Linked DNA regions of Sus scrofa: all the other regions are linked to region 2. A link is a contact called in public Hi-C and promoter capture Hi-C data. All regions are on one chromosome and are shown on one strand. The core of a region is the stretch at or near the end of the contact, and the rest is flanking DNA. Distances in the headings are between cores, read along the strand shown.

Region 1 (4,245 bases), core at 1,257-3,756, 120 kb after region 2:
GTGAAAGCACAAGGTGGGAGGGGCCATGAGGTGAGACCAGGGATTGGGTCCAGCGTCAGGAGGACTTTGATGGCCTTGGCAAGAAGTTTGGGGGTTGTCCTTAGGAAAACAGGGAGTCACCGAAGTGCAGCCATGCACCCTGCTTTACCAGCCTGTTGTACATCTCATCAAACCATGTCTTCCTATTTTTTAAAGAGTTTTATTTTTTCCATTATAGTTGATTTACAGCATTCTGTCAATTTTCAATTTCCACTGTACTTATATCTGGAATCTAATATACGGCACAAATCACCTCTTGTAGGCTAGGGGTCCAATCACCAGAGCTACAGCTGCCAGCCTATGCCACAGGCGCAGCCACGCAGAATCCGAGCTGTGCCTGCAACCACAGCTCACAGCAGTACCGGATCCACTGAGCAAGGCCAGGGATGGAACCCGCAACCCCATGGTTCCTAGTCCGATTCGTTTCTGCTGCGCCACAGCGGGAACTTACCAATCACGTCTTTAAATACTCAAGTACTCAGGCTTGCATCTCAGAATAGCAAGACCACACTCCCCACCCAGTCTGTTTCCCACGTTAAATTTGGGGCTTATCGGTTCAAGAAGTCAGGCAGTCCTGGGACCCATAGAAAGTCCCATCAGTCAGTCCTCTGCTGGGACACCCGTTTTTGCTGCCCTCTTCGCCCTCTGGAGTCCTGTGGTCCCACAGACTTCCTGAATCGAGGAAGTTGGCTCCACACTGGCCATCAGTCCTTGGGCTCCACCACTGCAGAGGGAAGGAAGGGAAGGCTGTCACCCAGGCTTGGGACCTCCAGTGATAGATGGAGATACAGAGTCATTTCCCCCTGGAGTCACTGTTCAGGAGGGTCTGGGACAGTGATTTCTAGCCTCAGCCACCTACTCAGCCGGTTTCTCCTGGCTTCCCCTCCACCATCCCCCCGCCCTCCCCCCCCATCCTCTCGCCCCACCGGGGGAAATCTGGGATCCATGGGGTTGAGCCCAGGGCCTTAGTCCTGACTGCCCATTTTCACAGGGTAAACTTCCCACTGTTGAGCGGGGGCAGCAGACAGAGGCACGGAACTTTTCTGTCCTTCATTGTTAGGCCAGCTCAGCCCAAGTTGTGCAGAGCTTTCCTTCCGGGAGCCTTCCAGGCCCTCTGCACACTTGCCTGCTCTCTCTCTACCTCTGACTCCTCAACAAGTCCTTGCAAGGAGGAGAGGCCTTTGTTTTCCATCCCTCCAGCAATACATTCTTATACCCTTGCTCTAAACAGAGGTTCTCCACCTCCTCACACCTGGCCTTCTCCAGGTCATACTACATATTTTATCATCCCTTTTTATTAGCCTGAAGTGAACTTCATTGGACTGACTCAATGTGGCTGGTGCTGTGAATACAGAAAGAATAATATCAGCTTAACCCAAAAAGGGTGCCTGGGAAGGGGGGAGTGGTGCATCTGAAGTTTGGGGTTATCAGATGCAAATTATTATGTATAAGATGGATAAACAACAAGGTCCTATCTTATAGCACAGGGAATTGTATTCAATATCCTGTGATAACCATAATGGAAAGGAATATGAAAAAGGAATGTGTGTATATATGCATAACTGAGTTGCTTTGCTGTACAGCAGAAATTAACACATTATAAATTAACTATACTTCAGTTTTTTTAAGTAAGGGTGGCTGGGGAGAGTTTAATGAAATGCCCATTTACAAAGCTGGGGGTGGGATTAAGATACTGCAAGAGAAGTTGATGCATCTGGGGCCTTTGCCTGACCGGCACACCTGCCCCCCCCCCCATAGGACAAAGGCAGAAAGCAGTAGAGGACCTAGGAATGCATGGGTGCAGGAAAGGGCCACTTGGACAGGAGCTGATGACCTTTCTAGAGCAAGGCATCCCCTGCTAGCTCAAACAGTCCAGAATATTTAAACAGTATAAAAAGGTCACAGATGATGGGAATTATCACAACGATTTGTGACTGGTCTGCACTGTAACTTTATCCATTTTTATGCTCTCCATGGTTTAGTTAGAAAACAAAGGGAAATTTATTTTTTAATTTTTGGCATGTAAACTGATTTATATATTAATTTATATTTACTATACCAAATGTTAAATATTTTGAATACCACTCCTGGGGAATCCGTGACACAAACACATAAAGATATTTGTTACAAAGTAATTTTCAGTGGAGTTGATCCCTACACCATCCACCATTTTCATGGAGAGATTTTACATATACATACACACACACACATACACATACATACATACATATATACGTAAGTAGATTTCTCCAACTGTCCTGGAAGGATTGGGTCAGGATTTGAGCTAGCATATAGAGCAACTTGCCAATTTTCCAAACTCTTCTTGAAGAACAAATCTGTATCAGAAACATTCTGCCAACCAGCGCTGCTCAGACAAGGCAGCTGTGTATCGGCACAATATTAATCTCTGTTGACCGATCCATCTTGCCTCCTACCTGCTCTCCACAACATTTGTTCAGCTCTCCTTTGCACACAACAGCTATGTTTGAATATGATGTCCTTTGAGACTTTCGACATAGTTGTGACATTCTAAGTCCACAGGCCAGATTTCCAGGAGAAAAAAAAATATTTAGACTCTGACTCAGGAATTGATAAAAATCTTCTTAGGGATTATGGTTCCAATAAATGATATGTAAAGGACTTTATTCATTGTTTTAGTCCATAAATGTTTACTGAGCCCTGCATTTATTTTGGGCCCTGCATTTTTTTTTTTTTTTGGACTTTTTGCCATTTCTTGGGCCGCTACCTCGGCATATGGAGGTTCCCAGGCTAGGGGTCTAATCGGAGCCACAGCAACTCGGGATCCGAGCCGCGTCTGCAACCTACACCACAGCTCACGGCAATGCCAGATCGTTAACCCACTGAGCAAGGGCAGGGATCGAACCCACAACCTCATGGTTCCCAGTTGGATTCACTAACCACTGCGCCATGACAGGAACTCCTGGGCCCTGCATTTTTTTAGGCACAGAGGATGCCATGGTACTTATAAGAGCATTTTCCTGCTCAGACAATGGGTAAATAAACCCATTTTAAAAGTTAGTTATGGAAGTTCCCTGGTGGCCTAGCAGTTAATGATCACTGCTGTGACTCACATCCTTGCTATGGTGCAGGTTCAATCCCTGGCCTGGAAACTTCCTCATGCCATGGGCACAGCCAAAAAAAAAAAAAAGGTAGTTATGAAGTTAGTTATGGTTAATGATGAATGTTATGAAGAAAAAGAAAGTGTGGTGGGTGGTGCCAGCATGAGAAGACCCAGGGTAACAGGCTCTGAACCAGAGGGACCAGGGAGGGCAAGGGCCTTGGTCAGGAACAACTTTTTATTTCAGGCACCTTGGGCAGGCAAGTGCCGAGGGAGTGTGATGAGGACATATAAAGGACGAGGTCAGAGAGCAGGCATGGGTGTATCAGCTGCCGTGTAACAAATCACCCCACAGTTCAGTGACATACAGCAACAAATATTTATGATTTGAGACCATTTCTGAGGGTCAGAGAATCGGTAGCAACTTAGCTGAGTGGTTCTGGGGCGGGACCTCCCAGGAGGCTGCAGTCAAGCCCTCAGCAGGGGTTGCATTCATCTGAAAATTTGACCAGGGATGAGGATCCAATGCCAAGATGGGGCACTCACATGGCAGAGGCCTCCATTCTTGTTTGCTTCCTCACAGGGCTGCCTGAGTGTCCTCATGACAGATCTGTTAATTTTCCCCCGAGCAAGCAGACCGGGAGAGAGCAGGACGGAAACAGCAATATCTTTTATGACCTAGCTTCCGATGACAGTGGTAGCTTGAGGAGAGCATCTAGGATGAGGGACAAGGGAGGGAGCCAGCCAAGAAGTCTGATAAAGAAGCATCTGTGAAGCAGGGGAGAGCCAGGAAGTGTGGCATCCCAAAGCCAAGAAACTGAAGAGTGAACGCAGAATTAGGTGACATGAGGCCACTGCTGGCCTTCGGAGAGCCAGTGGGGTGGGTTCTCGTGGAAAGGAAGATGTAGAGACAGCCGCTACCGATAGTCCTTTTGAGAAGGTTTGCTCCTAAAAAAGGCAGATGAGTGGGACTGGAGACTTCATCTGCAGCCCAGGAAAGAAAGGAAAACTAAGTAGGTTGGGCTCCGTTACATTTGTCATTGTGGGAAGTCAGCCAAGAATGGCCAGCGGAGGTGAGTACCACAGCTACAGAGCACCGACAGCACCAAGTCCTTGGTCCCCAGGGA
Region 2 (4,483 bases), core at 1,845-4,344:
ATGCCAAGGAGTACATGTGTGAACTTTAGAGAAAGTTGAATGGGCATAAAAGCTACTCTTGGTGTGATTGTTCATTTTACAATAAACTGCCATTAATTACTATGCCCTCACCCAGCTTGTGTGTGATTGAAAAAGGAAGAAAACTGATTTTCAAGCAATTTTTTAGACAGAACTCTAACCTAAAGGACTACGTGTGTCTAATAAACTGATACCATGTCAGCTGGAGTTATCAAAAATTGAATATAATCAAAACAATATATAAAACAAGAATTATTTTGTACAAACTACGGTACTTTCGGAGTTCACGGGCACCATTTTTTCTCACGCAGTGGCATCAAGCCATTGTTTTGTGCCATTTAGGAGAGAAAAAGAATGCAGGCTGTATGATTTTAGCTCAGTGTCTGACCCAAAGCAATATGTTTGTAAGAAAATGTTTGACATACTAATTATTTTATATCATTTAAAGCATACTGTAGCAACTTGTTTGTTTAATATATGTGGTTAACTTTTGGAATTATTTTTACAATTTCCAACCAAAGTACTGTATTTTATATAATTTATTGTGAGGACCTTATTATGGAAACCAATAGAAGACAAACTGGGGGCAAATACCACATTAATCTGTATTATCGGTTTCTTCTGGACACTGTGCTAATGTGAATTTAAAATGATCTGAACAGTCTTCTGATCTCGGATATTGCAGTACTGATGACAATTTAGTTCTGATTTGATCACAAAGGAGTAGCTAATATTTTATTTATAAAGCAAATATTCATAATGATGAGAAAATAGGACAGAAAATCACTTAAGTCCCTTCTGACTTAAAATGTTCCTTTGAAAAGTTTGCCCTAAGGTGTTTAAAAATATTGCATAAGGAAGATTCTGCTCCAAATAAAGTTACAGTTTAAGAAAAATTGATGTGTGATCTGTTTTTGTTTTTACGTTCTATCAAATGATAACATTGCTATGTCCTAATTTGGAATTTGGATGATTTAAAACTTCTTAACGCTCAATATAGTGTTACTGCCGGGAAATTGGAAGCATATACGTAGACAAGCAGTAGGAAGGGTTATCTTGCAATGCAGAGGCCTTTTAAAATTAGCTTTAAGCAAAATAGATAATAAAAAAAATTAATATAAAAAATGTTTTTAAAAAAGCAGATGAAAACAATCTTTTTGATTTCATTATGATTAATATCTCACTTGTATTTTTCTAGCTTTCATAGTAAACGCATGTACAAAACAATGCTTCAAAAGAAGCTCATAACTTCATGAATTCTATTCAAGATTCCACAGGAAACTGATTTCCCAAACATTCTTAGACTCCTTGAAAGAATTTTGAGGAACATGATTTACAGATGAATCTTTGTTAGTGAATCTGTAGATTTGCCCTTCCTGGTTAGAACACCTTCACTGCCCCCACCCCCGACTATATAATTATTCCCTTTGCCCTAAGATTTTGGCATATGTTCCCCCACTACCATCTGATCAGATGCCCCACAGAGTCAAGCTCTCAGCCACCAAAACCTGCTGTTCGAATAGGGTCCAATACATTCAATCCTAGCTGTGGCTGTTGCTTCCATCTTCCCGGAGTATTTACTTATAAAAGCACCTCTTAAACTGTGATCTAAAGGTCTTGATTTTTGTCCAGGCGATTCGATTTACTACTGAGTGGGTGGGGAAGGGTCAAAGGCCGAGACAAGTGCCCGGGGCCTCTGAACATATATATCAGGTAGATAGAAAGACGTCTTGAGTGGGACTGTCCCAGGTTGAGAGCAACTGAGAGTCTCCAAGAATAGAATGATTTCAAGGCTTCCAAGGAACACGATGACATTAGGATACCTGCCATAGAATGGCAGAATTATTATAACAGGACTTTTTATATCTCCACAAGCCTGTGTAAAGACAGAGTCTTATGACACTCCTTTAGGTTTTCTTTCAGGTAAACAAGATTGCTAGGATGTGATCCCTAATTTATTAGTCTGGACGTGTGAAGTGAGCGATTCTGTACGTTAGGGGAAAAATAGTAAAATAGCAATATGATATGGCTCAAGCAACTAGAAATAAGGAAATGGAGATAAATGGCTTATCAGCAAAGGTGAATAATAATGTTTGTTCTACTTAGTTCAATGAGAGTGGAAAAAATTAGTAAGGAATGATCACCTTGAGCAGGTTTAGATATGGCTCCCTCTCCATGTTAAACTGTGTTAGATCAGAATGAGGAAGACGAAATTGAATATATATATTATTTGTATTCGAAAGTGACTTTTCTGGCTCGCATGCAAAATGAAGAAACATCTCTATTCACCGTGTCAAGGAATAAAGGAGGGGAAGGAGAAAGCAATACACAAAATGAGAGAAATTAAGTTCTACGTTTAATACGTGTACTTAATGCCTTTTGAAAATTTAGTCAAGATACCTGCTCTTGCAGTGTGTAAGAAAAAGAAAAGAATAATGTCAAAAGAATAAGTAAAAGAAAGGAATAATGTCAAAAGAAAGGCAGACTGCCACATGCAGCGCCTCATTTGGATGTGTCTGGAGTCTTGGAAGCTTGACTACCCTACGTTCTCCTACAAATGGACCTTGAGAGCTTGTTTGGAGGTTCTAGCAGGGGAGCGCAGCTACTCGTATACCCTTGACCGAAGAACGGTCCTCCTCTATCGGGGATGGTCGTCCTCTTCGACCGAGCGCGCAGCTTCGGGAGGGACGCACATGGAGCGGTGAGGGAGGAAGGGGACACCCGCCTAGCCAGCCAGATCAGCCGAATCAACCCTGGCGATCAATGGGGTGACAGATGTCGCAGCCAGATCGCCCTCACATCCGAGGCCTGAGGAAGGCCGCGCGGTATATAAACCTGAGGAAATTTGTGTCTTTCTGCATAGGCCGAGTTATTTATTGCACTAAATCGCTAACATGCCTTTCAAACTAAATCTAACTAACACTTAAAAGGTCAATTAATCCCTCAGATCGCTAAAATTTGGGTTTAAATGACGTGAATTGGGGTTACTTTTGTATTATCCAGCATGCCTTGCAGAATGGGTGGAGCATGCTAAATACTGCCGTCTCTATTGGCGAAATCCTCCGGAGCCTCGCCCACCTCGAGCATCTCCGGCAGCCCGCGGGTTCCCCAGCTGCAGACAGCTAGCGGGGGCGTTTTGTTCGGTTCCGGGCGCTCGGAGTGGACCCAGGTCTGTCTTTCTCTTGCTGCCCCCACCTGCCCTTTCCCCTCTTAACTGTTTTTCTCCTGGCTCTGAGCCTCTGACTCTCCCTCCATACCCTAAGTACCCTGCGCCCATCCTTCTCTCGTCTTTCTCTCCTAGGTCCTTTGCGCCCCCGCACCATCCGGGTCGGTGGGGCCCCCGGGCCGGGGTGGGGGTCTTGCTCGGCTCGATGTGGAATGATTTTTAACACTCTCTGTGGAGTTCGCAGCCCTGTAAGGGGAGGCAGGCTCGGATGGTCCCCGAGCCAGGCCACGCGGGCTGAGCAGCCACGCGAAGTGCTGGGGCCTGGCTCCGCGGCCCAGCGGTGGTTTGGTCGCAGCGGGGGCTGGGGGCTCGTGTCCTCGCCGGGAGCAGGCGGGGCTTGCGCGACCTAGGGCCGCTTTGCCCGCAGACGCAGGCCGTGCAAACAATAGTAATCTTTGGTCCATCCACCTCCCTGTTGCTGTGAGGCTCAAATCTGAATGCGTGTGGACGCGAATTCTTGCAGCTGTTCCATGGGTATGTTTCTTCTCCGCGGCCTGGGGTCTGGCCTGTCCGGGCCGAATTTGTGAAATCTCAGATTTTCAAGGTCAAAGTATATGATGTTCCTAATCTGCGAAGTCCCGTGTTGCTAGTACAGATGTCTTTCCAGCAACTGGCCTCAGCTTCCCACGATCCAGAGTGTGAAATCATAAATAGAAATGATATGAAAGCCAAGTGTGTGGGCTTATTTAAGGTTTTAAAATGGTGGTATGTTATTGTTGAGTGAGGGAAAACGCAGTGGTGGTGGGGGGGGGGGATATAAATAAAACCCCTTCCCTTCCAAACCACAGAAATCCAAAAAAACAATTTCTTGTGCCCAAATCTTGAATATTCATTTAGCGTCTGAGGACTGGGATGAGGACACGAAATTGAGGCAGTTCTTTTGCGAGGAGCTGCTGGGTTTGTTTTTCAGAAAAGCTGAAAAGCCATGATGGCTACGAAGCCCAAGCTCCACTATCCCAATGGACGAGGCCGGATGGAATCCGTGAGATGGGTTTTAGCTGCCGCAGGAGTCGAGGTACCTTCCCTACCAATTGCTGTTTCTGCACAAATTTGTCCTACAACGTTGGGACTTTCGAGGGAAATGTCAATGGGGAGCCCTGTCTTCTCCCTCTAATACTACAGACATGGTTCAACGAATCGGAAGAGCCCTTCCATAAAAGGATTTCTCTATTAAGAATGGAGTTGATGGAATTCTATTTTACTTTTAGCTTTTTCTTAATCATAGGCTTCTGATCTACC
Region 3 (4,926 bases), core at 2,204-4,703, 68 kb after region 2:
GATTGAACAAATATGTAAATGCAGTGTATGCTGGATGATCAGAACCAGGCTCTTGCTTGTCAGAAAGAAGTTACAAATCAATAAAGAATGAATCTTTTGGGGTGGGGGGGGTGCTAGGGTTGTGGGATGGAAATCCTATAAAATTGAATTGTGATGATCATTGTACAACTACAAATGTAATAAATTCATTGAGCAATAAAAAAATAAAGAATGAATCTTTTGGATTGAAATAGCAGGTATCAGTGTGAACTCATGGCTTTTAATTATATCTATGCAGACAGATATAGAAATACATATAGACATGTGTATGTGGGGGTTAATATACATACATATGTATTCACATATGTACTTAAATATACACCTATTTCCTGCTGGGGAGGGCCTAGGAGCATTGAAACCCCAGAACCAAAGAAGGCATACATCCTAGTTTCCAAATACCCATCCCAGTAAAAGGAAACAAAAATCCTTGGAAAAATGGCTGATTTCAGGGCTAGGGCAGAGGAAATACAGGATAAACCCGGAACATCTTTGGTACAGAAAATACATGAAAATACAAAAAGAAGGAGCTTGTAAAGGACACAGAAGACAGCTTAAAGTATATCCCAAAGGCCAAAAGGCCAAAGCTGGAAGAATTTGAGCAATAAAATATACAACGACAGTGCTAGATGGTGACTCTTAGAATAAAATACCCCTAAGTCCATACTGATATAAGACAACAATTGATATGTTTGTGGGAGAAGGTGAGCATGACCTCTTACTCCTCTGTCATCTTGATCCTTTCCCCCTAAGTAAATAACTGAATGAAGAAAGAAAAAAAGAAGGAAGAAAAAAAATAGAGAAAGGATAGCTCTTCCTTACAGAAGAATTCCAATTATTCAATGTAGAAAGAACATTGAATAATTGGAATTATCATTAAGCGAACAGGATAGGAATGTTTTCTGCAGGCAAGATTTATAAAGGAAGTTAAGTTAATGGGTGAAAGTTCATTTAGAAACAGAATATTTACATACTCACAGAGTTATCTCCCCACAAGCTATTTATTAATACCAAAGGCGATGAGCTTAGCAGATACAACATTTTTTTTTGGCCACCCCTATGACATGTGAAGGATCCCAGGCCAGGGATCAAACCTGCACCACAGCTGTGACTAGAGTTGCTTCAGTGACAACCAGACCCGTAACACAGTGCCACAAGGGAACTCCAGCAGATACCACTTTCATCAGGTGATCAAGGTGAACATCACTATTTTTAAATTATTATTATTTTTATTTTTTTGCCTTTTTAAGAGCCGCACCCATGGCATATGGAAGTTGCCAGGCTAGGGACTGAATTGGAGCTACAGCTACCAGCCTATACCATAGTCACAGCCACAGCCACACCAGATCCGAGCCACGTCTGGAACCTACACCACAGCTCACAGTAACACCAGATCCTTAACCCACTGAGCAAGGCCAGGGATTGAACCTGCAACCTCATGGTTCCTAGTCGGATTTGTTTCCACTGCGCCATGATGGGAACTCCCTTACATTACTATTAATAAGACATACTGTATCTCAGATACGATGTTATGTCTGGAAATGATAACTGAGAAGGGAATAGCATAATCCTGTGCTGTTCTCCAAAAAATATGTATAGCTTTAATCGAATCATGAGAAAATAACAGGCAGACCCAAATTAAGGGACATTCTACAAAATAACCAATCAGTACTCTTTAAGAAATGTGCCAAGATCAGGAAAGGCAGGGCAAGACTGAGAAACTGTCACAGATAGGAGAACATGGCAACTAAGCAGTGTGGGACTCTGAACTAGAAAAAGGATATTGGGGAGTTCTCATCATGGCTCAGTGGTAATGAACCCCACTAGCAACCATGAGGACATGGGTTTAATTCCTGGTCTTGCTCAGTGGGTTGGGAAATCCGGCCTTGTTGTGAGCTGTGGTGTAGGTAGCTTGCAGACGCGGCTCAGATCTGATGTTGCTGTGGCTGCGGTGTAGGCTGGCAGCTGCAGCTTCAATTTTACCCCGAGCCTGGGAACTTCTATATGCCACAGATGTGGCCCTAAAAAAAAGAGGAAATTGATTGAAAAGCTGGTGAATCCCAAATACTGTCTGGAATTTAGTTAACAGTATGACATCGATATTGAATTCCTGGTTTTGATTGTCCTGTTATAGTTATGTAAGTTTTAACATCAGAGGAGACTAAGGTAAGGGTATTTGGAAAATCTGTACCGGTTTTGCAGTTTTTCTGTAATGTAGTTAACTTAATGTTTAATTAAGTTTAAATTAATGTAGTAATAATTTTAAATGGAATATAATCTATGATGTAGTTTCTCAAAGTTTAAAAGATATATATTAAAATATGTGTTGATGACATAAAATGAAGTCTGGGATTGCATTCAAATATTGCTAACAATTGTTAAACCAAATTCAAAGTTAAAAAAGAAAAAAAAGGGGTTTTCTGATGGCCTAGCAGATTAAGGATCTGGAATTGTTACTGCTGTGACTTGAGTCATTGTTGTGGCAAGGGTTTGATTCCTGGCCCAGGAATTTACACCTGCTGCAGGCATGACCAAAACAAAATTAAACTAAAATTTTTAAAAAGGTGATGATATGTCAAGGCCCCTTGCATACTTCTTCCTACATTATGGTAGAAATGTTCCATTAGAAAAAGATAAATTCTATATGTTTATGAAGTCCCTCTCTTGTGCTGGGCACTGTAGTCAACCATGAGCACTTGACAGTTCGCCCTCAAGGAGCTCACAGTCAACAGGGGGAGAGCAGATATTAATTATAAAAGGTTGAAAGAGTGATATGACAATAACTTTAAATGGAGTATAATCTATAAAAACATCACATCACTAGTATCACATTGTAAATCAACTATATTTCAATTAGAAAAAGAAAACTAGTGATATGGTAGAGGAAGCACAGTATGGCTGGGTGCATGGAGGCCAGAGTGTTCCAAGCAGAAGAAACAGTATGTGCAAAGGCCCTGGGGCTAGAGAGAAAAGCCAAAGCGCAATCAAGAAGAGAAGGATCTGCAGCTGAGCCCTTGCACCCAGATTGAGGACAACCTAGCCAGATTCTCATGGGGGATAGAATGGGGGCTGCAACCATATTCATCATGTAATCCTTTTTACAAATTTAGATTGCTATCTCCCTCTTCTTTCTACTATATCCTCCTTTCTGACATTCCCCCTCTCCCTACAAGATTTTTCCACCTGCTATAAACTTTGCAGCCAATTTTATGAAATCCTCCATAAGCGGTGTTTATAAAAATCTGGGGCAGCCAAATAAATCTGCAATCACTGTGAGTGCATTTATGGATCAAATGAAATGAAATATTGTTGATTTATCAATATCTTTGTGGGCTAGAATGGAATCCTGCGGTGCCTGGAAAGTTGTGGGAGGCTGTAACCTGTTGGACTCACTCCCTCCGGAGGGAGAGGGTTGCCGCAATATAAAAGCATCGAACATACACATAAGGACTGGCATTGAGGAGCTGAGCAGAGAGGCAGCTGGACTTCAATTAGGTTGGTAGTGACCTCGGAATTGTTACCCATTTTTTTCATGTCTCTCTTTCAAGAGGAAAATATTTTTAAATATGTTGTTTATGTGGGTACTGTGTCTTATTGTATCTTTTTGGTGTGCTCAGGAGACTGTTAACTATTGTTCACTGGTTCCTCAAGGACAAGTCTTTAGAGGAAAATAATCATCAAGACTTTAGAAAATGAGGACAGAGAATCTGATACTATGGGAAAACGAAGAGTGTTATCTGAAAAGAAAACCAACATGCCAGTGCCGGGAGGGATCTGTGAGCTCCTTCAGCATTGCTTTCTCTATCATAGATAGTGTGTTAGTGTGATTCATAGTGTGGTTCATACACTTACACTGGACTTAAATTTGGCAGGGTCGTACATTTGGGGAACTCAAACGATGAGCAATGATGAGAAACTATATCTGAGTGATGACGTGCCACTTGAACTGGTATCTACTATTCAGTAACCAGTCATCAATGCCTACGGGTCAGAATCTGCATGTCCACCTCCAGAGCTGGTATCACAGATGTGAGCTTGTTGTTCAGATGAGTTACTTTGGGACTGAGCACTAAGTAGCATGCTGCTTTCCCCTTTTTTCCTTTCTCTTCTTCTTCCCTTCCTCCTCTTCCTGTCCATGTTCTCCTCCTCCACACTCAAGGTTTTGGGGACCAAACCCCAGGCAGTGTTTCCTACCAAGAAAAGACTCAAGGAGTTCCCGTCATGGCGCAGAGGAAATGAATCTGACTAGGAACCATAAGGTTTCGGGTTCAGTCCCTGGCCTTGCTCAGTGGGTTAAGGATCTGGCTTTGCCATGAGCTGCGGTATAGGTGGCAGACAAGGCTTGGATCCTGTGTGGCTGTGGCTGTGGCTGTGGCTGGTAGCTGTAGCTCTGATTTGACCCCTAGCCTGGGAACCTTCACATGCTACAGGTGCAGCCCTAAAAAGCCAAAAAAAAAAAAGAAAAAAGAAAAAAAAAGAAAGAGAGAGAGAGAGAGAAAGAGAGGAGACTCAAAATTAAATTGCAAAGTGAATTTAAATGCATGGGGCTTTGAGGATAGATAGTAAATGCTTCTGGATTTATTTCTTAGGCAAATTCAAGAAAACAACGGCCTTCTTTTGAGCTGTCAGGTTCCCAGTCCAACAAAGAATTTGCAAATTGCTTCTATCTGCCAAGTTAAATATTCTCCTGAGCTACCCTGCCAAAGCCCGGTTCCAATTTTTTTTGCATAGTCATTATATTTGCACTACATGGGAGAGTTCTATTGTTTCTGATAGTTCTGTTTAAAGGGCATGATGCTGGATTTTATCATCAGTCTTGGTTAATGTATGACCATGATCCCAGTTTATATTTAATTATTCTATACTGTTATATTGCAAAATGGTAAGCCC

The links. Promoter capture Hi-C pulls out the DNA fragments that hold promoters and counts their contacts. A called contact is a pair of places that touch in the nucleus more often than the background predicts.
Region 1: a contact with region 2 is called in a promoter capture Hi-C map of fetal liver, with 2.6 times the contacts expected there. The contact joins the enhancer-like site here to the promoter of GSTA4 in region 2. A contact is called at or near these places in 2 of 5 promoter capture datasets (fetal liver and liver) and 11 of 47 Hi-C or Micro-C datasets (alveolar macrophages, brain, embryonic fibroblasts and 4 more).
Region 3: a contact with region 2 is called in a Hi-C map of liver, with 2.7 times the contacts expected there. The contact joins the promoter of LOC100526118 here to the promoter of GSTA4 in region 2. A contact is called at or near these places in 1 of 5 promoter capture datasets (liver) and 10 of 47 Hi-C or Micro-C datasets (embryonic fibroblasts, fetal liver, liver and 4 more).

What each region holds. Positions count from the first base shown.
Region 1 is chr7:46,533,417-46,537,661 of Sscrofa11.1, reverse strand. No RefSeq gene overlaps it. Among named protein-coding and RNA genes, the nearest start is that of GSTA1, 15 kb to the left of the region's middle. Within about 2 kb of position 2,506, at least 2 of the 83 cell types and tissues checked have an H3K27ac peak or open chromatin away from gene starts, as enhancers often do. A contact at or near this core is called in fetal liver, where this site is marked.
Region 2 is chr7:46,655,102-46,659,584 of Sscrofa11.1, reverse strand. It overlaps GSTA4 (glutathione S-transferase alpha 4), which reads left to right and starts at 3,094. Exons shown (of 7, transcript NM_001243379.1): 1 at 3,094-3,187; 2 at 4,155-4,259. The coding sequence starts at 4,170. ICK (serine/threonine-protein kinase ICK) reads left to right here. Exons shown (of 16, transcript XM_021098828.1): 16 at 1-914.
Region 3 is chr7:46,586,666-46,591,591 of Sscrofa11.1, reverse strand. It overlaps LOC100526118 (glutathione S-transferase A1-like), which reads left to right and starts at 3,453. Exons shown (of 7, transcript XM_003128792.4): 1 at 3,453-3,531.